Linked DNA regions of Mus musculus: all the other regions are linked to region 2. A link is a contact called in public ChIA-PET data. All regions are on one chromosome and are shown on one strand. Each heading gives the region's core, a stretch centred on a gene start, on an enhancer-like site or on the middle of the called end of the contact. The rest is flanking DNA. Distances are from core to core; before and after follow the strand shown. Region 1 holds the start of Klhdc9 (kelch domain containing 9). Region 2 holds the start of Copa (coatomer protein complex subunit alpha). Region 3 holds the start of Sdhc (succinate dehydrogenase complex, subunit C, integral membrane protein). Region 4 holds the start of Ppox (protoporphyrinogen oxidase). Region 5 holds the start of Arhgap30 (Rho GTPase activating protein 30). Region 6 holds the start of Dedd (death effector domain-containing). Region 7 holds the start of Tomm40l (translocase of outer mitochondrial membrane 40-like).

What was found. ChIA-PET counts read pairs in DNA pulled down with a chosen protein or histone mark.
Region 1: a contact with region 2 is called in an RNA polymerase II ChIA-PET map of memory CD8 T cells, with 22 read pairs. The contact joins the promoter of Klhdc9 here to the promoter of Copa in region 2. A contact is called at or near these places in 2 of 39 promoter capture datasets (hippocampal neurons and pre-B cells) and 2 of 115 datasets of contacts at active chromatin or transcription factors (embryonic stem cells and memory CD8 T cells).
Region 3: an RNA polymerase II ChIA-PET map of memory CD8 T cells shows a contact between it and region 2, with 6 read pairs. The contact joins the promoter of Sdhc here to the promoter of Copa in region 2. A contact is called at or near these places in 1 of 484 Hi-C or Micro-C datasets (CD4 T cells) and 3 of 115 datasets of contacts at active chromatin or transcription factors (bone marrow-derived macrophages, memory CD8 T cells and microglia).
Region 4: an RNA polymerase II ChIA-PET map of memory CD8 T cells shows a contact between it and region 2, with 15 read pairs. The contact joins the promoter of Ppox here to the promoter of Copa in region 2. A contact is called at or near these places in 4 of 39 promoter capture datasets (hippocampal neurons, liver and pre-B cells), 1 of 484 Hi-C or Micro-C datasets (CD4 T cells), 3 of 115 datasets of contacts at active chromatin or transcription factors (bone marrow-derived macrophages, effector CD8 T cells and memory CD8 T cells) and 1 of 9 other capture datasets (macrophages).
Region 5: an RNA polymerase II ChIA-PET map of memory CD8 T cells shows a contact between it and region 2, with 99 read pairs. The contact joins the promoter of Arhgap30 here to the promoter of Copa in region 2. A contact is called at or near these places in 2 of 39 promoter capture datasets (hippocampal neurons and pre-B cells) and 3 of 115 datasets of contacts at active chromatin or transcription factors (effector CD8 T cells, embryonic stem cells and memory CD8 T cells).
Region 6: a contact with region 2 is called in an RNA polymerase II ChIA-PET map of memory CD8 T cells, with 18 read pairs. The contact joins the promoter of Dedd here to the promoter of Copa in region 2. A contact is called at or near these places in 2 of 39 promoter capture datasets (hippocampal neurons and liver), 1 of 484 Hi-C or Micro-C datasets (liver) and 2 of 115 datasets of contacts at active chromatin or transcription factors (astrocytes and memory CD8 T cells).
Region 7: an RNA polymerase II ChIA-PET map of memory CD8 T cells shows a contact between it and region 2, with 12 read pairs. The contact joins the promoter of Tomm40l here to the promoter of Copa in region 2. A contact is called at or near these places in 3 of 39 promoter capture datasets (cranial neural crest, neutrophils and pre-B cells) and 1 of 115 datasets of contacts at active chromatin or transcription factors (memory CD8 T cells).

What each region holds. Positions count from the first base shown.
Region 1 is chr1:171,359,146-171,362,242 of GRCm38.p6, forward strand. Klhdc9 (kelch domain containing 9) reads right to left here and starts at 1,653. Exons shown (of 4, transcript NM_001033039.2): 1 at 990-1,653; 2 at 597-756; 3 at 310-508. The coding sequence starts at 1,516. It overlaps Pfdn2 (prefoldin 2), which reads left to right. Exons shown (of 4, transcript NM_011070.4): 4 at 1-109.
Region 2 is chr1:172,081,175-172,083,951 of GRCm38.p6, forward strand. Copa (coatomer protein complex subunit alpha) reads left to right here and starts at 1,355. Exons shown (of 33, transcript NM_009938.4): 1 at 1,355-1,775. The coding sequence starts at 1,736. It overlaps Ncstn (nicastrin), which reads right to left and starts at 1,575. Exons shown (of 17, transcript NM_021607.3): 1 at 1,427-1,575; 2 at 38-142. The coding sequence starts at 1,508.
Region 3 is chr1:171,148,699-171,151,868 of GRCm38.p6, forward strand. It overlaps Sdhc (succinate dehydrogenase complex, subunit C, integral membrane protein), which reads right to left and starts at 1,905. Exons shown (of 6, transcript NM_025321.3): 1 at 1,861-1,905. The coding sequence starts at 1,880. It also overlaps a transcript of Mpz not described here.
Region 4 is chr1:171,279,265-171,282,462 of GRCm38.p6, forward strand. Ppox (protoporphyrinogen oxidase) reads right to left here and starts at 1,922. Exons shown (of 13, transcript NM_008911.2): 1 at 1,609-1,922; 2 at 1,410-1,504; 3 at 1,124-1,258; 4 at 876-991; 5 at 605-737; 6 at 166-310; 7 at 1-49. The coding sequence starts at 1,496. It overlaps Usp21 (ubiquitin specific peptidase 21), which reads right to left. Exons shown (of 13, transcript NM_013919.4): 13 at 2,685-3,038. The coding sequence ends at 2,948.
Region 5 is chr1:171,387,635-171,390,603 of GRCm38.p6, forward strand. Arhgap30 (Rho GTPase activating protein 30) reads left to right here and starts at 1,326. Exons shown (of 12, transcript NM_001005508.2): 1 at 1,326-1,729. The coding sequence starts at 1,633. It overlaps Nectin4 (nectin cell adhesion molecule 4), which reads left to right. Exons shown (of 9, transcript NM_027893.3): 9 at 1-653.
Region 6 is chr1:171,327,712-171,330,552 of GRCm38.p6, forward strand. Dedd (death effector domain-containing) reads left to right here and starts at 1,434. Exons shown (of 6, transcript NM_001128609.1): 1 at 1,434-1,815.
Region 7 is chr1:171,221,237-171,224,299 of GRCm38.p6, forward strand. Tomm40l (translocase of outer mitochondrial membrane 40-like) reads right to left here and starts at 1,278. Exons shown (of 10, transcript NM_001037170.2): 1 at 1,139-1,278; 2 at 668-917; 3 at 336-403; 4 at 1-24. The coding sequence starts at 782. It also overlaps a transcript of Apoa2 not described here.

The sequences.
Region 1 (3,097 bases), core at 403-2,902, 720 kb before region 2:
TGGCTAGTTTCACACTCTAGATCAAGTTGGCTGGCCTCAAAAACTACCAGAGATCTGCCTGCCTCTGCCTCTGCCTCCCAAGTGCTGGAATTAAAAGTGTGAATCACTATGCCTGGCTCTATTTTTTGTTTGTTTGTTTTTCAGCAGTCCACACACTTTTGCCTCCTGAGTAGCATACATCACCACAACCGGACTGCATTCCTTTAACTCATCAACTGATTTCTCCTCCTTTCTATCCCACCACCCCTGTTTTGTAATTTTTAGCTGTGTCTTTTTCTCCTCCCTTTCAAATGATAGCTTGGCGCTCACGGGTATCGTAGATGTAGAGATCATTGCAGATCGTATCTCTAGCTCTGGTCAGAGTTTCTCCGCCAAATAGTACAGCGAAGGGTCCCACCACTGAACAGGAATGATGGCGCAGGCTCTGGGGTCCTTGCTGCAGTCCCTGCCCACTGCTCACAAGCCTTGCAAGCTGTTCCCTCAAATGAGGGGCAACTGGTTGTTCCTCCTTGGGCGAGAAAAACAAGAAGGGGTTGTCTGAAGGGTTTGCTTATTGAAGTTTTAGTCCTTTTCTACTTTATGTGAGTAGCTAATACCTTGATTTTCCCAGGGCTCCATTGCCCTGCTACCTCCGGTCCAACTGAGTTGCAGCCCCCAAAGAGCAAAAGCTGATGACCCGGGTGCGGCCCAGCAGTTGGCAGCAGGGCAGCACAGTGGCCTGATCGTGAGGTTGTGTGGCAGCCTTCTTCTTTGTAGCTGTTGGTACACAGAAAATCGGGCCTGAGTTTGGTTTTCTGAAAAGATTCAAGTGTTCTTTGCCAGAGAGCTCTAGTGAAAAAGAAAATCAGGCTTGGGGCAGATAGAGTTAAGCAATCTTGGATTCCAAGACAGAAGGTGCTATGGATAGACTACCAATAAGTTTATTTAGGTTTTGTTTTTTCTAGAATATAGAGAAAACAAACGAACGTTTGGGGGCAAAGTTGCAGTACCAATAAGTTCGGGTCCTGTGGTCCAACTTTAACGTGTAGATGCTTCCGTAGCGTCGCTGAGTGTGGGTACCACCCTCTCTGCCAGACACTCGCAGCTCCCCGTCTGAGAGGCGAGTGCAGGTGTGGCTGCTGAGGCCAGCAGGAGGGCAGTTGCCAGGGTTCGCAGCCCATGCTTCCCACACCTCTCTCTCCGTGTCCAGCGCGGCCACCGTGGATAAGCGACGTGACCCGTCCCAGCCACCCACCACGCAGAGCCAACGACCTCCCACCAGTGCCGCGTCGTGGTGGCTGCGAAGGGGACTACCTCGGGCTACCAGTCGCACCGCTTGGCCTACAGCTGGGTCAAAGATCACAGTGTCGTTGCTGGGCACTCTTGCACCACCTTCTAGGAGACCCCCTACCAGATAGAACCGTCCTTCCAGTTCCGTGCATGAATGGAAGGCACGAGCCAGAAGCACGTCTCGCGCCACTGGCCTCCAGGTCCAGGTTGAGCCTCTTGCTCGACCGAGGGTCTGCACCCCAGCCATGGGCCAAGGGAAGGGGAGAGCAGCTCGGTCACTTCGGGTCGCACTCCTTCACGAAGGGCCCAGCACTTCCAAGCATAGACTAGCTTCCCCTCCAATAACAGCACAGGTCTTCACCCAAACCACCCCTTCTCTCCACCGCCGTCGCCCAGCAACCACTGCAGGGACTACAGTGCGACCGCTGCAAACTGAAGGTCGCAAAGCGCCTGTTACCTTGGAAACAAGAGACCTGGTTAAGCTACCGCGATCTTACAGTGATGTCGTCAGGGGAACGAGATGTGGGGAAGCCAGTAAATATCCTAAAGGATTTGGGCTCCGAAAGGCTAGAAACCGGCAGTTCGTTAGACGAACCCAATAGCCGCTAACTAGCCTGTAATTATGACGTTTGAGGAAGGTGTTGGTGGTAGGATGCGTGGAGGCCGTGTCTTTTTCTTTATTTTTTGCTGCACGGTTTCCAACTTGGAATCTTCTCTAGGGATGAGGTAGGAAGGAAACAAGTCAGAAATCAAAGGTTGAACTTGGACTACGTTGCTTGGGATTCAGAGACTTGAGTAGACTTATTCCGCGATCCTATTTATAAAATGGGTTGTTTGTGATAAAAATTCTTGAAGGTGCTGAATGGATGGGAGAGTTCTCTCTGCTCTAGCCACTGGAGGGCAGTAGAGTCCAGTCTCAGTGAGAGAAGCGACAGGAGAGAAAGGTGCTAAGAAGGGACAAGGGAGAAAGAGATGAGTTAGGGTGGATGAAGTGGGAGAGGAAAAATAGGTTAGGCATATCTTGGACAGTTTTTCACTACTTAGTCCTAGGATGAATAATTATTTCATCTTGACTCATTAGAATAATATAACACATTAAATGGAGGCACCGTGGAACTCAGGATTAAGGGCAGGGAGTTTCCCCTGATAAGATCCTGGGCAGAAGCTGCCCAACCTTAGAAGGTGGGTGGGGGTGAGATGGGGAGGAGAGAGACACGGACTCCTGCCCCTCCCTGCTCTCTTCCTTTTAGTCAAGCTGGGTTACTGAAGGCCTAACTCTGCCCTCGCAGGACTCAATGCAGAACGAAGAGGCTCGGATCAAGGCAGGCTGACTGGGATCAAGGCAGGCTGACTGGTTTCTGCTGTAGGAGGAAATGCAGATTTCTACTTGTCGCTCCAGCTGGGGTGGAGCCGAAATAGGATCTTTGTCCCCCAGGCTGGGCTTTGAGTGGGAAGGATGGCTGTCACTTGGGCCTTTGGTTTCTAAACATGAACTTGCTCCCAACCAGACCACGGATAATGTCCAAGGTTTCAGTGGGAATGATCACGTGATTCTGAGGCGCAGGCTCACACTGGGCCTTTTCCCTCCTGGTCCCAATTAGATCTTGAGAGAGAACTACGTGGGGAGGGTGTGCACACATGGAGTAAAGAATTGAGCCTGGGGGCTGGAGAGAAGGTTCAGTGGTTAAGAGCACTGGCTGCTCTTCCAAAGGACCCAGGTTCAACTCCCAGCACAGCAGCTCCCAACTGTCTGTAATTCTAGTTCCAGGGAATCTGACACCCTCATACCGGTAAATGCACATAAAATAAATTAAAAACAAACACACAC
Region 2 (2,777 bases), core at 105-2,604:
TTAATGACCACAAATACAAATTCCAATTCCAACTTACACTGGCAGCCAATCTGATGAGTGGCGTTGAGCAGGCGGACACAAGGAGCTGTTTTATTTAAGGGAATGTAGATTTTCCTCTCCACTGAGTTTCCCCCACACAATCCTGATCAGAAGATAAACAGTATTAGGAAAAAGTGAAAGATAATTTGGTATTAGCCTCTATCATCATCAGCTCGATTCATGGTTTCAGTAAAGCATTCACGATCATACTGTCTAACACAAGATTAATGATCATTCTTTTCACTTCTTGGCCACATTATTGGAACATAAGTATTGTAAAGAGGACCTAGCTGTGTATTTTAGAAAGTTATTAGACTCCATGATGATCGATTAATTATAAAGCTAAAAGGTGATTGTCAAAAGTCTTTGACTTCAGATGTGCCGGCGTCAAGTTTCAGGGCTAAACAAGTCTGCTTCTTTTAGCTTGCCTGTACATTACTAATTAGTTATCAAAAGAGCTCTGGTCTAAGAATATAGATTGCCAAAACCAAACAAAGAAAAGCACTAACAACAAAAACCACCTAAGAATCTGAACAGACCTAGGAGAAGAAACGTTATGCCACACACCTGGTCAGTTAATGAAATATCAGACCATTTGCCCACACACCTAGAGTATGGGACAGCTACAGTTCCTCCCTTGAAGCTAATCAAAAGCAATGTGAATGTTGAGAAAGACGGAGTCATGGCTATACAAGGAAATGGCTGCATTTCAGGGCTTACCTAGAAAGATATATATATATATCTTTGCTTAACTCTTAGTTGAACACACTATAAATAATTACAGGTGTGTTACTGATTGTACTTCATAATTTAAAGATCACTAAATAGACATTAGATTGGAAAAAAAGAAAATATTCATATACATTAAACGTCTAAGATTCCTTGAATCATTACTTCCCTCTTAACAGTTTAAAGCAGCTAAGCTAACGTTAGCCTCACTTTAGTAAGCTAAGAAAACAAGGAACACAAATTTAGGCTAGAACCAACAGGAGGAAACGGGGGCTCTCATTTTTTCAACGTCGCACAAAGACCACGAAACGAGACTGTTTTGATCTCAAACATACTAAACCGGAGGAAGGGGGCTGAGCTTTTCACACCTGTCCCTTTTGATGGCTGATGGGGTGGCTGGGCTTTAAACAGAGAACGAGGCATGCGAGAAAGGTTGAAGAGAATCAGGCTGGAAACCCAGAAAAGGGCTGGAGAGAACTAAGGAAATGCAGGTCCAGGCAAAGGAGGAACTTATGTCATGGGAACGAAAGACAAGAAGGATTTCCAGGGCGGGGGACAGAGGGGCAATCGGAACCAGAAGGGCATTGCCTGCACTAGCGATGGGCCGTTCCGGACGGCTCCTCTTAAAGACCAGAGCTCCGGGGTGGGGTGACCTCACCTGCCAGTACCACGGAAAAAGACAGAAGAAGAAGACCCCGACTTCCTGGGTCAGGCCCAGAGCCGCCCCTAGTCGTAGCCATCTTGCCTCTCCGCTGGGCGGAAGCCTCAGGTCCCTTCCAGACTCGTAGCGGCCTCTCTAGGCTTCCGCTAGCATCGTCTCTGTGGCCCAGCGCTCCAGAGACCGGAAGTCCTTGTCCGAGGAGCTTCCGGGAGCCGCGACCCGGGAGTAGCTGACGTGGAAGCCTTGGGAGTGCCACCGGGAGCGGCGGGACCCGCTAACCTGACCTAGGAGCCCGAGGCCTGAAGGATGCTAACCAAATTCGAGACGAAGAGCGCGCGGGTCAAAGGTAGTGGAGAAGAAACGGGAACAGCGGAGGTTGGGTGTTGGGGGTAGTGGTGCTGTCACTAAGGCAGGACTCGCTGACCGCGTCGGGCCTCCTGGAAGAACCCGGAGGAATAACCGAGGGAGCGGCTTAGGGTTAGTGGAGTAGTCTGCAGTCCGTGCTGCTTCGTATGTCCTGGAACTTATCGTGTCGTGGCTCGTTAACCTTAGGCCGGCTCCCTACTCCTTCCAGCCACCTCTTCTGGGGGGGTGTGCCAGCCCTTTCTGTTCTTAAGGCCTTATGACTTGGATGCTTTCTGATAACCAGGTTGTATGGAGTGTTTCTGGGGTTTGAGTCTCAGCTTCTGTCACTGGCTACTCCAGTAGCCCGTCTGCTCCATTTCCATGTCCAGTGCTTCCGCTGGACTATTTATTTATTTATTTATTTTTGGCCTATTTGGAGTGAGAGAATGGAGGCCTACTGCCCCACCAGGTCCCGAGCCTGGGTAAGATTGTCCGGTGAAATACAGATGCTTTGTGTTAGATTTGAATACCAGGTAAACAGCTAAATTTTTGGTGATAAGTCTTGAAAGACAAAGGCCTGAGATCACACTCTTTGAAAATGTCGATATTAGAAAAATTAAGTCTATGGAAATCTGATAAAAAATATATCTGGACTATTTCATGATATGCATTATAGTGAAGTGGTTCAGAATTTGTTTATTGGAGTCAGTCAGACTTGCTTAGGAATTCTGAAACGTCTACTAACAAGCCGCCTTAAGGTGTCTCCTTACTATCTCTAAATCTCTATATTCTTATCTTTAAAAATAAGGATAGTTAACACTTTCTTATAAAGAGAATTAAAATGAGAAAGTACATTAACTGTGTTTATAATAGTGCCTGGCAAGACTTAGTAATTCAGAAACTGGAGGTTCTTTAATGGAGGCTATATTCTGGGCAGTTTCTAAGTGTCATGGGAAATTTGATTATAAAGGGTGCCAGTAAGAATTCTTAGTACCACCAGGGT
Region 3 (3,170 bases), core at 655-3,154, 930 kb before region 2:
GGGGCAACCTGAGTTGGGCCCTTGGAATTCCCAATTGTCCTCTGAACCCTACACACAAGCCATATAGCACATGTGCAGCCACCTACACCCATACTAAAGAAAAGTGAAAAAAAAATTATCAACAGTTATAGCTGGAAGCAAGTGTTTGTTTTGAGACAGTACCACATTCTACAGCCCAGGCTGGCCAGCAACTCACTCTATAGCTCAGGCTGGCTTCAATATTACAGCAGCCCTCCTGCCTCAGTCTCCTAAGTGCTGAGAAGGGTGGGGTGTGCCTCCACAAGCAGCTGATTAAGTCATTTATGTAAAATGGTGTGGCATTTACATATGCCCTGTGCACATTCTCTTATACTTCCAGTAATTTCTGTATTACTTATAATGCCTATTATAATTTAAATATTCTGTATGTTACACTCTATGGTTTAAGGTAAATGGGGTGGGGAGAGCTACTTATGTACAATCCATACACAAAAATATGGAAAAAAATTACTTGTAGACACAACCAATCTACATGAGGACAGAAGGTGAGGTAAATAATTCTTAGTGCTGGGATGACAGAATATCTGACTGACGGAAGGTGACAGCAGGACACACCCACAGTCCCCTCCCAGGGACTCAGTGTAATGCTTGGCAGGTAACACACTCAAACTGCTTTGGGAATTTGCTTTTCAAATAATTTCCATGTGAGACTGGCTAGATCCAGGAAGAACCCAAAGATGAAGACTCTACATACTAATCCCGAAACTCCTAAGATAAATGCCTGGAACCAATATGATCATTTTAAGCTAAATGTTAAACCATTGACCTGATATGCCCTAACATTCACCAGCATGTGTTACATCATAGAATTTGAAAGCATTTAATTATGGTCAAAATTAGGGATGAAAGATACAGCTCTGGAAAACCTGGTCCTGTCCTTCGGCTATGAGGATGCGCAGCAAGATAAAAATAAAGGATAAAGATAACCAATCCAAACTCCCCAAGACTCACTTTTACAAAGAAAGACTAAACAGAATCCCTCTATTTTTATACTGCATGACAGAAGTGGAAAGAGAAATGAAAACATATTTGGGAGAATCGGGGTCTGGAATCTCAACAGCACTGAAGCTAACTTTCCATAACAAATAATTTCCAAAAATAGGACTGGCACAAAACTGGGTTGGGATTTGTACCAGAAATGTCACTAGCCCTTACAACTATAAAGGCTCTGTGGATGATAGCTAATGAGTGAAGAATTCAGAACAAGGGGAAATCTAAGCTATTTCTCTGGACAGAAAATGGACACTTTAGAGAAAGGTGGTGACACCCACCCACCCAATTGTCCCGCTAAAACCAAAATTAAAACAAAACAAAGTGGATTTCCTGGGCAACATTAAGAGACCCACTGTGGATGCTATTATTGACCTTGGCTTGGGAGGGATGCATTAGGATGCCCGACAGTTTCCACCGGTTGCTAGCAGGATTGCCAGGAGTTAAAGCACCCAGTAGGTGCTCCAAGGAGCCCCTCCCTCTACAATCCCTAAGTCCCCCCAAAACTGCAGGCCTAGGGGCCCGCTGATCTCGAAGTTACAGCAGCTTTTTGGGGCCACAAGAGCAGTTTTCGAAGAGGCTTTAGAGGTGGGCGAGGCAGAAACAATGACAGCCGCGCCACTCGGCCACACACAGTGTGACCTCTAAGCCCTTCCGAGCCTCTCCGCCGGGGGAGAAGAGGGGGTGCTAAGATCCCAGGGGCGCGGCCTGCACACCCGCAGGTCCTTTCCCTGTCCCCGCAAGGCACACACCGCTGTCACCCCCTCAGGGACTAATTCAGGTTCCCCCAACGGTCGCGGGCGTGGACTCCTAGCCCCAGGCTAAAGTCACCTCAGCAAGAACGCAGCCATCTTGAGTTCCGGCCTGGACGGAAATGACGCATCGCTCCTCCCCCCGTGTGGCCCTGCCTTTGGGGGCGGAGCCGGCGGGGCGGAGGCGGGGACTATCATATGACACCTCAGAATTTTTAGGCTGGAACCTCCTTTGTGTTCCGGGCTTGGTGGATGGTACTTTTTTTGTTTTGGGTTCTTTTTGGTTTTTTTTGGTTTTAGTTTTTTGTTTTGCTTTGCTTTTCAGTTCTTCGGTTTTCCTCTCACGCGCCAGTTTCTAGCTAGCGTCGTTTGTCAAAGTTTTGGCCAAAATCGCCGAGTGGTTACCGTTAGTGCGTTTACCTGCCCGAGTGTTTATTTTGTAGGGCTCGCTCTGCCAGGCAGCCACTTCTCCGGCTTATTTATTCCCTGAGGATTTCAGAGGCTCACTTCACCCCCCTCCTTCCAAGTTGTCTTAAAAATCCCCTAGTTAGCTGGCTGAGACACCCAAGGAAAAATGCTAGTTTGGCCTTCTTCTGAACTTGGTGCCTCCCGTGTTAGGCAAGCACTATACCTTTAAGCCATATCCCCAGCAAGATAAGCAAACCGTACCCCAAATTGGGCCGTAGGGAGTGTGTCGTGGGCTGCCAGAGGGCCATCCGCCATCCCTTTCAATGTTGGCATCCTTTCTCACCACCTCCTTTAGGCCTGGCAATTCCAGGGTTTGAGCTGCAGCACGAACCAAACTCCCACTGGCCAAAGACAACGCTCTTTTGTTTATTTTTTCAGCGATATGTGGGTGACACCCACAGCCACAAGAGCCTAGGGGTGTGGAGGAGAACCCGCTTTGATTTATATATACTGTATATCCACGGTTTTGAGGATTCCAAGCACAGAAATCAGTTGCAGAGTCTCTCGACTGAGGAAAGAGAGAAAGACATGAAATGAAATGTCAAAGTTCCTGACCCTGGGCGCTGAGGGGTGGCAAGGCAAAGGGAGAAAGAATAAAGGGGGGCAGCCCAGAGCAACTCTTATTCTGTAGCAAATCTCTTTTTGAATGTATTAATATTCAGATCCCATTTATATTTAGCAATCTAGCTCTCTCCTGCCTTTTTCCTTTCAGGATTTAAATAGCACAAATTCGCTTTTTTCCCCCCTTCATCAAATGAATAATATTATTTTGCATTTTTGTAACGTTAGACAAAGAAAGCACTTTGTAGACTTTTAGGGACCTTTGAGGTTCTCTCATCCAACCCTCCGTTCAGTGCAGGAATCTCTTTTGCAGTGTTTCTTGATCTTCAAGATGGACGCGACACAATTCAGTGCCAGCTA
Region 4 (3,198 bases), core at 672-3,171, 800 kb before region 2:
TCAGCCCGGGCCTGACGAATTAGTGAGGAATCCGGCTGGGGACTCTGTCCTAAAAGGAGGGGTGGGTGGGTAAAAGATTAAACTAGTACCCCTTGTACACAGTACCTCAGTTTGTCCTCAGGCTTTTTTTTTTCACCCTCTGAACCAATCAATGCTGCCCCTCACCTGCGCCCAGCAGCAGCCCCAGCAATATGGACCGGTGGGTTTGTTCAGCTTGGAAGAGACTGGGAAAGCAGGACCGGATGCTGAGCTCCCGGCTGTTGCCAGCAAATACTCCTCGGCAAAGACTGTCCATGGCTAAAGATGCCACCTTAAGAGTAAGACTGGGACTGAGGGACCAAGGAATAAGCCACCCTGACTGATTTCCATTGGCCCTGCTTGTGAGAGACTAAGGGAAGGAGAGAGTTTGGGTTGGAGATGTTCCCACTGTAACAAAAGGATGGGAAGGAAAGGAAGGCATTTATTCCCAACACTGGGTTTTGGAGATTCCAGCAATAGATAGTGGACATTCCTAAATGATTCAAGAGTCCCCGGGGTTAAGTCTGAGTTAGAGACTCAGCAACAGGAGGGGAAGAGGTTTGAGACCACCTCTGAGCAATGTCACCTCAGGTCCAAGGCGGCGCTGGGCAAAACTGTGCACAGTTTCATCAGGCTCTTTGCCCCTGGGCTTCAGCAACTCCCTCAGCCCAGCCCAAAACAGAGGTTTTGAGAAGGGGGGTGAAGGACGGAGTAGCCCCCTGCATGGAGGAAGGCATGGTTGAAAAGAAAACTCCCAGATTCACCTTTCAGAGGGTTCTTTTCAGCCATTAGACCCCCTGTGGCTGGAAGGCCTGACAGGGAGCGAAAGGGGGGTGTGTGTAATAGTGAGGTGTTACCTGAGGCCGGAGGGTAGAGGGTGCAGGGTACCGCCTACATACAGGAACCTGTTCTGGGCAGCTGGGTGATCCCCTCGGACAGGCAAGACTTCAGACTCCAAGCCAAGTTCAGAAACCTGTTCTCCACAAGCCCTCAGGAAGAGGAGAAACTAAGGAAAAACTGACCCAACGTTTTTCCTCTCTGCAACTCCGTCCCTTTGGAGAACTCTCCTCCACTACCTGTCCTACACATTCCACAAGACGCTCACCAGGAGCAGGGTCCGGGCTCCCAGGGCTCCAGCCGGCCTAATCCCTCGAGGTCCAAGTTCAAAGATCGCACCATCTGATCCTCGGATTGAGCGGATCCATCCTCCCAAACGCTTGCTGCCCTCCACTAAGATCACCTGGCGCCAAAAGTGAAGCACTGTCGCCACAGGGCAAAGGGACTGGGGGTCGGGGGAAGTGCATATTTCACGGAACAAAAATCTATGCAGCTTTTGCTAGAAATATCAAGAGTATTAAATGAGTCTTTCTCTGGTACTAGTGGGGACTCACCTTAGGAGGACTGGGGCCTCGGATCAGATGATAACTTGCGGCCAATCCACTGATACCTCCGCCAAGTACTATCACAGTCCGGCCCATCGTAAGGCCTGGGAAAAGGTCGAGATACCCCAGGAGAACGGGGCAGGGGAGCACTCTGTTTTACAACTGCAGAAACCCCCACTGGTCCCATACCCCACTTCTGGACACTTACTGATTTATGAGCAACTAATGCAGGGCGCGCGTGTACGTGCTGGTGGAAGAGTAAGGTCTTCGTTCTGAAGCCAGAACTTACCCACGAGATAGGGGGAACCCGAGAAAGTGAGTGACTGATAGAGGCCCTAGGAGCAGTCCATCCTGTCCGTGTGCAGATAAGGGCCACGCCCACGCTATCTCCCCAGCACAAACCCTTCGGAGGCCAGAATTCTACAGCACTCGGTTTTTCCAGCCTCAGGGGTGAGCAGGTTCAAGTCTGGTATCCCCGCCCCTAACTTTTAGGGTCCCTCCGACTCTCCGTCGATTCCTTTCTGGCGGCCTGCGTGACTGCGTTTCACTTTCTTGCTTCTTGATTGGAGGGTCTTGGAGTGCGGGTTCTGGATTGGTGAGCTCTGGATACATTCACCAATGAAAACACCATATTGGCAGTGACGCTACCAGAGGAGCAACAGCCGCTTTCGGAGTCAGTTCCGTGGAGCGGGTTAACCTGTTCGTGTCCTAATCGGAGTTAGTTGCAGTAACCGGCACTGCCTTCCCCAGGGACAGGACAGCGAAATCCTTGAGCATTCCCCAGCTCAAGCTTCCCAGGTCTGTGGTGAAAACCCTGGAGGTGGGAGAGCCCCACGAGCTTTAGTTAGGGAGAAAGAGAGAGACACTTGGAGGCCAGTCCGTGGGGAGAAGGCTCCATAAACAGCTCCTTGATGTTAGCAACAGACAGGGCCTACGGGAGCAAGGGCCGCCCGGCAACGGTACCAGTGTTTGTCAACAGGGGTTCTTGGATGCCTTGCCCTCGAGGGGCAGTACCCCTCTCAGGAAAAACCGGCGTGCCAATGCCTGCACTCTAGTTTCAGGCTTTCCCGCAACTTCACAGGTCTCAGGGTTTGTCTGCCTAGTTCCACTAAACTCAGTGTTTGGGTCCAAGGCTGGGGCCAGCTCAATCCCTGTTCTTTTCCTTCTGTTGTGAGAGCGCCCCCACCTGTCCAGAGACAGAATTGGGGCCCAGAAAGGCTCCAATTGAACCAAAATTCTAGATATCCATTCCCTCTTATCCACAAATACAAACATGAACATCACTTTTTTCTTAATAAATTTATTCACAAAAAAGTGAGATTGCAGAGGTTCTGGGGGCTGTACATGGTCAAGGGTCTGGTGGTTTCTGTACATGGGACAGGAAAACAAGGCGGAAGGGTACTTCTTAATAAAAAAAATAACGGGAGCTACAACCAACCCTCCTCCCCTCCCCGATTAAAAAGACACAAAAATAGACGTCTGTGAGGTAACTGGGGGCTTAAGGGTGTTGGGAAGGTTTTCACAGGTGCCAGGGCTTCAAGATGGTGTCACAGGCACCGAAGTGGTTCCTGCATCAATTGGTAGAACAGCACGTAGCCCTCACTGGATGCCACCTGATTTTCACTGACAGGGGAAACGCTGAGAAGAGAAACGGGACACGGCTGTGGTCAGTGGTCATTCTTGTAGATTCCCCCTCCATCCCACAAGACTCAGAGTAGCCAGGTGGAGATCAGGAGAGACTCTCCACCTATCCTTTGTCAGGAACTTATCTTTTCGGAGCTGGGGGGGGGGCGGTGGG
Region 5 (2,969 bases), core at 76-2,575, 690 kb before region 2:
GCAGACCACGGCAGGGATTAGTGCCTGTGGTTCTGGAAAGTTCTCTTCCTAGGATGCCTTCACCCACAGAGGTTCTGGGGAGGGGGCTGACAGCTGGAGGAGTCTGGAACCTGGGGTATGAGGTCTGAACACTGGATAAGAGACTAGGGATGGGGGGGCTTGGCTCCCATGGCCCCTCGAATCTTGTCCTCGCTGTGTCTACAGTGGTTTGTACCTTCACGGCGTTGGGACTTGTTGTCAAGGACTCCTGGTTCAGTTGTGTTGAGGGCAGAGGGTAGGTCGCGGGGAAGGTGGAAGTTCAGGTGAAGAGAAAGGGGTGTTGTGGGTGAGGGTGAGAACAGGCCCTTCCCCAGGGGTTTCTGAGTCATTAATCCGGGGCTCTCTGGCACTTTGTATGTGTGGAGCCTGGGGTAAGATGTTTGTTTTTCTTTAGCCTGCCCAAACTTACGCAGTCAGAATACTGGGATTTAGTATCCAACCCTTGTGTGGCCTGAAATCTGCTGGTCTAAAGGAGAAACTCTCATTTCATTCCCAAGCAGCCCAGGACTTATGGACCCCAAGGATCTGGGGTCTTAGTATGTATATTTCATGTAAATATATGTATATTTGTACATAAAATGATATTCTGTTTTTAAATAAACAGATAAAACCTTTTTTTGTCTGATTCCTGTCTTGCCCCTTGAACTGGGTAAGTCACAAGTGCTATGGACTGAGTCTCTATGTGATTCCCTCCCAGGGAAAGGGCCCAGATACAGCTAAGAAAGGAGCAAGTGGCTTTCAAAAGACATTGTAACCATTTCTGAGAGCCCTCAGGTAGGGCCGTGTGGACATAACCTCCTTTTGGGGAAGCCAGTGCCTTAGTTTCTAAAGTGGTTCTAATCTGACTGTACTGGAAACTTCCAGCAGCTGTGTGGGGTGGTCAGCCGTGTACCCTTTGACAGACAAAGAAACTGAAACTCAAAGTCACCTGGTCTGTGTCCTCATTTTCAAATGTACAGCGACTGGAGGCTCAGTGAAGTAATGTGACCTGACCAAGATGGCAGGGTCATCAAAGAATCCCCCACCCTGGGTATGTTCTTCGTGGTCCTTTCCTGCCGTGCTCACAGGCAAAGCCTCGGGTCTCTGTCCCACCTAGAGATTTCGGTCTCTAGAAATGGCAGCCACCTGCTCACACCCCAGGCACCCTTACTCCACCCCGAGATTCTGACATCACCTTCTGCTGTGACCAATGAATGGAGTCCCAGCAATGATGAGGATGTGAATGCCAGCTACCTCCCCCACCCGAGGCCTGTGGTTGCAAAGATGCTCTAACAGGAAGCGGGTTTGAGGAGCTGCACAGCTTCCTGCTCCCCCTCGAGCTGCACAGGACGAGAAGGGCTAGCGCTCAGCTTGGCCACGAGACACAGCTTCATGCCAGGGTTCTGGTAGCTTCCTCTTCCATATCTACTTCCGTGTGGCCCCAGGGGCCCCCCAGAGGCAAGCGCTGCTGTCCCTTGCCCAGGCCACCCTCCACCTCCAGTTTGGAGCCCTGCCCCCCCTGGGGCTGGGCCAAGCCCAACTACTGACTGGGATTCCATGGGGGACTGGTAGGTCAAAGGTCTTGGGGGACAGAGATCCCGGGGGGCCCTGGTCATGAAGTCTCGGCAGAAAGGAAAGAAGAAGGGCAGCTCTAAGGAACGGGTGTTTGGGTGTGACCTACGTGAGCATCTACAGCACTCGGGCCAGGAAGGTAAGGAGGTCAATTGGAACGGGGCAGCTGGGTGGCTGGATTGCCATGCAGACGCCAACCTTGTCTTCTCCGTTGGGCAGAATGAGCTCTTAGGGAACGGGCAGTGGCCCAGGATCACCACACCTGAGATCTAGGCAAAGGCAAGACAGGAAATGTGGCTCAGAGAAGAAGATGGAGAGGTGCCCTTCTGCGGTAGTTAGGGACCGGGTAGCTGAGAACTCGAGGATGGGAATGCCGAGGGAATGTGTCCCGGGGTGGGGTGGGGGATGAGATTTGGAAAATCTGGAGAGGTGGATGAATCAGATGAGAGAATGGAGACTGGGGACAGGGTGGAGGGAATGGAGGTCGGATGCCAGAAGAATGGCTGAAGGGATAGTTGGTGGAACACTAAGTGGAGATACAGGTAAGAAAGGGCCCAGCGAGTCTGAGGATAGAACTTGCGGAGGGGAGAGGAAGGCATTCTAACTGGAGAACAGCACCAAGGGACAAGGACCTAGCCCTTCTGCACCTTTGCTGGGCCACAGGAGTGGGGGCAGCAGGGAGGAGTGACACTCTTCTTTAAATTGCTTGCAAAGAAGAAACCCGTTGATGGTAGACTGCACCGGGAATGCGGGAAAAGTGAACCAGACTGCTTCAGCCCTGGTTTGAAGTGGGGAGTGGAAACTACAATAAAGAGGGGTGTGCACCCAGTCTGGAGCTCCCTCTGCAGTGGGCCTGGGAGCTCATCACTGTGTAGGACATGCAGTCACCACTCAGAACCAGGCCTTAATTTGTTCTGAAATTGATCAGTGCCGACCCGACTACACTGCCCAGCTTGTTTTCAGCACGCAGAGCAACTTAACAAAAAAAGGGGGCACAATTCTGCCCCCCTCCACTCCACCCCACCCCAATCTGTCATTTCCTCTTTGTCCCCCTTCTCTGGTTGCCTGCAGTGAAGGGAGGGTGGTGGTGGTTCCCAGCTCATTTCCTGCTCTTGGCCCCGCCCTTGTGTCCCCAGACACCTCCTTCCCCTTTTCTCCTCCATCAGAGGGCCCCAACCCTACCAGCCTCCATTAAGGGAAAGCCCAGGCCCTAAGAAATAGTTAAACAGATGAGGTAGGCTTTTCTGTGCCTTCTTCTCTGTGAGCAGGCCTGGCTCCTTTATAATTGTTCCACTCTAGACAATTAATCTTTCTTTTTTAAAGTTATTGCTCACCTTATTTAGGTATTTTGTGTACATACTGGGGAGGGGCACATTCGT
Region 6 (2,841 bases), core at 184-2,683, 750 kb before region 2:
CTCCCCCCAATAAACACTGAGAAAAGGGCTTTTTACTTTTGCCTTTTTACTACTGGGTCTGGCTGGTCTGTTGCTCATTAAATAGGTCCAGTTTTGCCTCAAATCCCATCCTCCCGCTTCTTGAAAACTGGGATTACAAACCTTAGTGTGAGTAGCCACAAAACTTTTTACACATTGTATCTTTCCACTTGGATCTGGTTGTTACCCTATACCTCTATGTAACAACTTTCTCCAAGTTTACCTAGTGACCTTCATTTCTTCCACATTCCGAACCACACATTTTAGTCCACATCTTACCTAATCGCTTACTCTTGATACTTGTAACAAGTTTCCTTGATACTTTTCTCTGTCTGGCTTCCTGTCTGTGCCTCCTCGCTGTCCTATTTTCTGCTTCCTTCCCTCATCTCACTCCTCGAATGCACACATCCTCCTCTTTAGGCCATTTTTCTCTCTTATGGCTCCAAGAATATCCAGACATGCGCAAGCACACTTTCAACTTTCTTGGTTTCAAACCACACTAATTCATATATACTTGCCTAAAAGATATCCCGCAGATCTCTTGAAACTAAAAATAACGTAACCCAGTTATTCAAGTCAGGACACTCATATTTCCTTATCCAACACATGCCTTCCTACCTACACATCGCCACTGTCTCTTCTTTAGCTTCATAATTGATCTCTCTCCCTACCCAGCTCCACTCCCCAGGGACCGAACGTCAGGCCTAACCGTGCTAAGAACGCATTCTTCTACAGTGCTCTAACATCCTTGCGGTCTTCTTCGCTTAAATTAAGTCCAAATTGGTCTCCATCTCCAGGGCTCAAGTAATCCTCCTGCCTCAGGCTTCAGGCTGGCACTAACATGCCCAGAGCTGGCAAGCTGTGATCTCTCTACAATACAAATATAACTAACTGTTCACACCTCTGTTTAGACCCTTCAAAGCCTCTTCGACTGCCCTTAGGATAAAATAAATTTGCAAGGTCTTGAGTCATAGCTCCCTATCTCAAAGCCCTTTGTATTACCTCTTCCTTTAGCCACAGCAGGCTCTCGGCAGCTCCAGAACATACTCGAGCCCATCCCACCCCCAATTCAATTCTCAGCCGTCCTTCACCCGTCAGCTGAGGCGACTTTTCCATAGGAAAATGGGAGCTCAAAAGGAAAACACTGAAGGGATGAATTCCGAGAGAGGGTGAGAAGCGCGGCTGCGAGGTTCGGGTTTCAGAACGTCAGAGTGACAGGAAGTTCAAGGCAAAGGTGAACTCCAGATCGTGACCTTTCACCTCAGTTCACCGGGCAGTCCGACCCCCGGCCGATTCCGCCCTTACGTATCATGGCTGCCAGCCCCTCTCTCCCGAGGGCCTTCGAGCCCGATACCAGCCAGCTCGGGCGCCACCAAGGCTTCCACCTTCAAATACGTTCTCTCTCCGCTTCTTAGAACCTCCCCGCCGCCGCCGTTAGGAGAACCCTGCGTTGCCAGCTTGCCCCTAAGCAAGATGGCTGCCAGTCTCCAGCCTCTCTTGCCGACGTGAAGCTACCCACTCCCCGCTTAATGCCGCTGCCAGGCTGCCCTCACCTAGTATGGCTCCTCCGCTCATGCCTCGTTATGGTCTCGAAGCCGACACTAACCGGCCAGGTTCCGGGAGGCGCTGTGCAGGATGCAGCCACCCCCGCCCGGCCCTCCCCTCCCCCACGCCCGCGGCGGCGGCGGCGGCGGCGGAGGCGGCGGCGGCTGGAGCCCGGATGCGGCTCCGTGAGGCGCAGGCCCCGGAGAGCGGCGCGGATGGATCCAACATGGCGGCGCCGAGGCTGAGCCGAGAGTGAGGCGGCGGGGCGGCCGGCCGGCGTGGGGAGGGGGAGTCGAGTGGGACGGGGCGGGGCCGGGCGGGGCCGCCAAGGGCTTGGGGAAGGAAAGTGGAAGGGGGAGGCGGTGGCGACGTCCAGCCCGGAGAACCTCCGGAGAGGGAGGTGACGGGACGCTGCGAGGTGGGGGAAGGGGAGCGGCCGAGGGGGGCGTGCAGGGGAGATGGCAACTGTGGGAGAGGGCAGGGGTCGGGGCGCAGGAGTGCGAGCCTGGGGAGGGGCGTAAACAAGGGCCCAGGCTGGCCCAGGCCAGGGGCAGTAAAGAGGCCGAGGTGGGGAGCGGGGCTGCGAGCCAGCGCTGGGGAAGGGGTAGGAGCCGGAGGGAGAGGTTGAGGGTGTGGAGGGGACGGGGGCTGGTGGCATGTGGCTGCAGGGAGGGCTGGACTCCCGTGAGCGCCGTGGTGAGGACGTGGGAGGTGGCGGGGGTTGGGGGGGGGGGTTGGATTGGACTTGAGACGTGTGCCGGAGGGAGGTTTTTCAAAGTGTTCAAATTGGAAGCGGAAGGGCCTAAGGGGAGAATTGGGGTGGAAGAGGAGAAGAGAAGCGGGGCTTGGCGGATGGAGAGAGTGGCGATGTGCCGGGGTAACGTAGAAAGTGAGAGACCCGGAGGAAAGTTTGAAAGGAAGGGGGGAAGATAGGGCAGTGGAGCTGCACGGGTGATAGAGGGTTTGGGGGTTTCCCTTTCCCCCCTGTGGAAGGGCAGCAGAGTTAAGCAGTATCAGTTGCAGCCAATTTTAATTGCCAGGCGCTTAGCTTTTAATAGGGTGGGAAGGGCAGAAAGGAATGGTCATGTGGGTTTGGAGAATTGGGGTTGAATGAGGGTTCAACCGGATTTGCTTTCCAAAACACCCGCTTGCTTCCTTGTTTTTCCTGGTTACAAATAGGGAGATTAGTAAAGCTCTTTCCTAGGTTTCTTTTTTTCTTTTCTTGCAATTAGCATTACAAGAATAGGGAAAGAGACTTTTCTGGAGCCTTATATACCA
Region 7 (3,063 bases), core at 28-2,527, 860 kb before region 2:
ACTCATGTGCACAGTATGAGCCACCTGAGGAAAGAGGAGACAACGGAGAACAGAGCATTCTATTTCGTTTCAATCCCGTCTCCCACCCTTGACCTTTTTTTCCATCCAGAGGGGGCTTTTTAAAACCTCAACTATTCCAACGCATGCAGAGGGCCACTGGACTTTAAGCAACAAGTCCCACATCTTGTTGCTTAAAGGCATTGGGGGGGGAGGACCCCACACTTCCCCTCATTTGTCCCACATAGCCTAGCCAAGACAGGACTAATAGGTGTAAAGAGGATCCAGAGACAAGCAGGGAGGAGGGGGGTAAGTAGGGGCCAGACCAGTGGGAGCACCTGGAAATGGCTGCTCAGAACCTTGTTGACAACCAGCTTCACGCCTTCCATCTGTGCTGGGAATACATCTGAAGGGAAGGAACATGCACAGATAAGGACCCCTAACTACATAGACGGACTCCCCTTTCAATTGCATATGAAGCACTGGAGGAAATGACCTCCTTTCAAATCCTGCAACAAAACGCTCTGCTTTGAACATCTGGTCCTTTTTGACTGCCGGATGCTCCAGCTGTGATCTCCCCTCGCTGTTCACATCACTGGACATCAGCATTCAGGACCCTCCCCTTCTCTATGACCCTTCATCCTGAGACACCCAAAAGCTGCGGTCTCACCTTTGCACAACCGGTGCAGCTCGTCGAAGCTCCCGGGGTTGGGCAGCGGTTCCTCTCGACGGTGGCTCCGGCGGGGTAAAGTACCCATCGGTGCCAGGCCCAGGGTGTTCCCCATTTTAATCCAGAGGACAGGGAGGGGTTGGGGTTAGCCTGGGGATAAAATCTATTGCTCCCTCTATCCCCCACGGGCTCCACCCCCCATCATCGGGCTCCCCAGTTTCAGAAACTTCCATATGGTTCAATGCTAGACCTGCAATAAGGAACAGTAGGGGGAGAGAACACCGATGCTAAAGTTGAATCCCGGGCACACTCCCGCCCCATCGTTGATCCCTCACCCCCACCTGTCACCCCCGTCTGCTCTCCCATTATCTAGTCTTAACTACTACCGCAGGCTTCCGCTGACTTTCTAGTTTCTCTGTTCTTCATTCCCACGTCCCAAGGGTCTGCCCGCAATGGAACACTAGCCCTTACCATCTCAGACCATCCTGCAGCCTCTTTCCCCCTAGGCACACCCGGTCATCTTGATGGGGGCAGCCATCTTGAGTAATGGCAGAACTGCAGCTTCACCCTGTATTCCAAGCATGTCCGTAGGCGCCATCTTGGAAATGGGCAAAGGAAGCGCCCAAAGACCCAACCCACTCAATGATGAAAAAGGTGCCTCAATTTACTAGTGACCAATAGGAGAGGAGAAAACAGAAGAGTGGCAGGCCTGCAGGCCCCAGGGCTTCAGTCCGAGTGCAGTGGCGAGTGGGAGTTTGTGGGTGGCCCTTTAGACGTTAGTGGAAGGCCCCCTTTTAAGACCGCCCAACCTCCTCAAGGTCGAGATAAACTCTTGAGCATTCAAGACACTAGAGGGAGCATTTTGCCTATTAGACCAATGGAGTTCCTTAAACCGGAACGTGAGAAAAGTGAAACTATAGTTTGAAGACCTATTTTATGAATATATCACACTCAGGGGTTGTGAAGACGTGGTTCACTTTACCCTCCACCTTCCTGAAAGCCGGCTGGAGAATCCCCACAACTCTCCACTCTATACCACCTCCAAAGGACTGCTACTCACAATCCAACCCCCCAAAACAGACCTCTACCGCCCCCCGCCGTCCCCCCTTCCCCCGCTGGAATTCACAGGCCTTGCCTTCCCGGCGTGGTGGCGCAGGCGGATTTCTAAGTTCGAGGCCAGCCTGGTCTACAAAGTGAGTTCCAGGACAGCCAGGGCTATACAGAGAAACCCTGTCTCAACGACCCCCCCCCCCCAAAAAAAATGACTGTGAGAGTTCTGAGGGCGAGGAGAGAGTTGTGGGCAGAACTAGCTTCCGAAGCAGCTACCCTCTCTAGTTATTATTTACATGGAGAAAAGACAAATAAAATCTAAGAATACAACCGCAGCCTGAAGTTACGCTCCTCCCCCCAGGGCCAGGGGCAAGCAGTGATGTGACACTAGAGGTAAGTCCACAAGAGGACAACTGGAAATATGCAAGATTGCATATGCAAGGGTTGAAGAGATGGCGAAGTGGGTAAGAGCAGTGACGAGGCTGGTGAGGTGGCTCAGATGCTTCCCCAAAAGTCATAAGTTCACTTCCCAGCAATCACATAGTGGCTCACAACCATCTGTAATGGAATCTGATGTACCCTTCTGTTGTTTGCATTTATACATGCAAAGAGAGAGAGTCGTGTGTGTGTGTGTGTGTGTGTGTGTGTTTGAGAGAGAGAGAGAGAGAGAGAGAGAGAGAGAGAGAGAGAGAGAGAGAGAACTGGCTACTTTTCAAAGGATCCAGGTTCAAATCCTAGCACCCACAACTTTAATTCCAGTTCCAGAGAATCTGACACTCTTACACAGATACACGTGGAAGCAAAACACATAACTAAAATAAACAGATTTCTTGGTCTTCGGTTGCACTCTCCCTCCCTAGCTTCCACACTTCCACCCCCGTATCTCTCACTAATATTCCAGTACACACAGGGTAAGCTTGGTGGCAAAAAGGTGAGTGATAGGAATGTTTTCAGTAGCTACTGAGTTGACTCCACTGGAGAGCCCTGGGCCTAGCGAATGTACCTCTGTCCTTCCACACAGTTAGAACTGGGCCAGGGGCCAGGACCTAACTGATAAGGGGATCAAGTGTCCAGGCCCTTTGACCTTGATTTGGACAGAGCCTCTTAACTACTGAGGTTGGGAGCAGGAGGGCAGAGGCTATTTTTCTGAATTTGTTTTTTGGAGGCAGGGAGCACACATTGATGAGAACCCATAAATGGACTTGTATTTCATGATTATTTTAAAGGAATTTCATTCATGAGACCTATCAAATACAATAATTCCAATGCAGCATTTTCTCTGTGTGTCTTTTGTATGTCCGTGAGGGGTGTGTGTGTGTGTGTGTGTGTGTGTGTGTGTGTGTGTG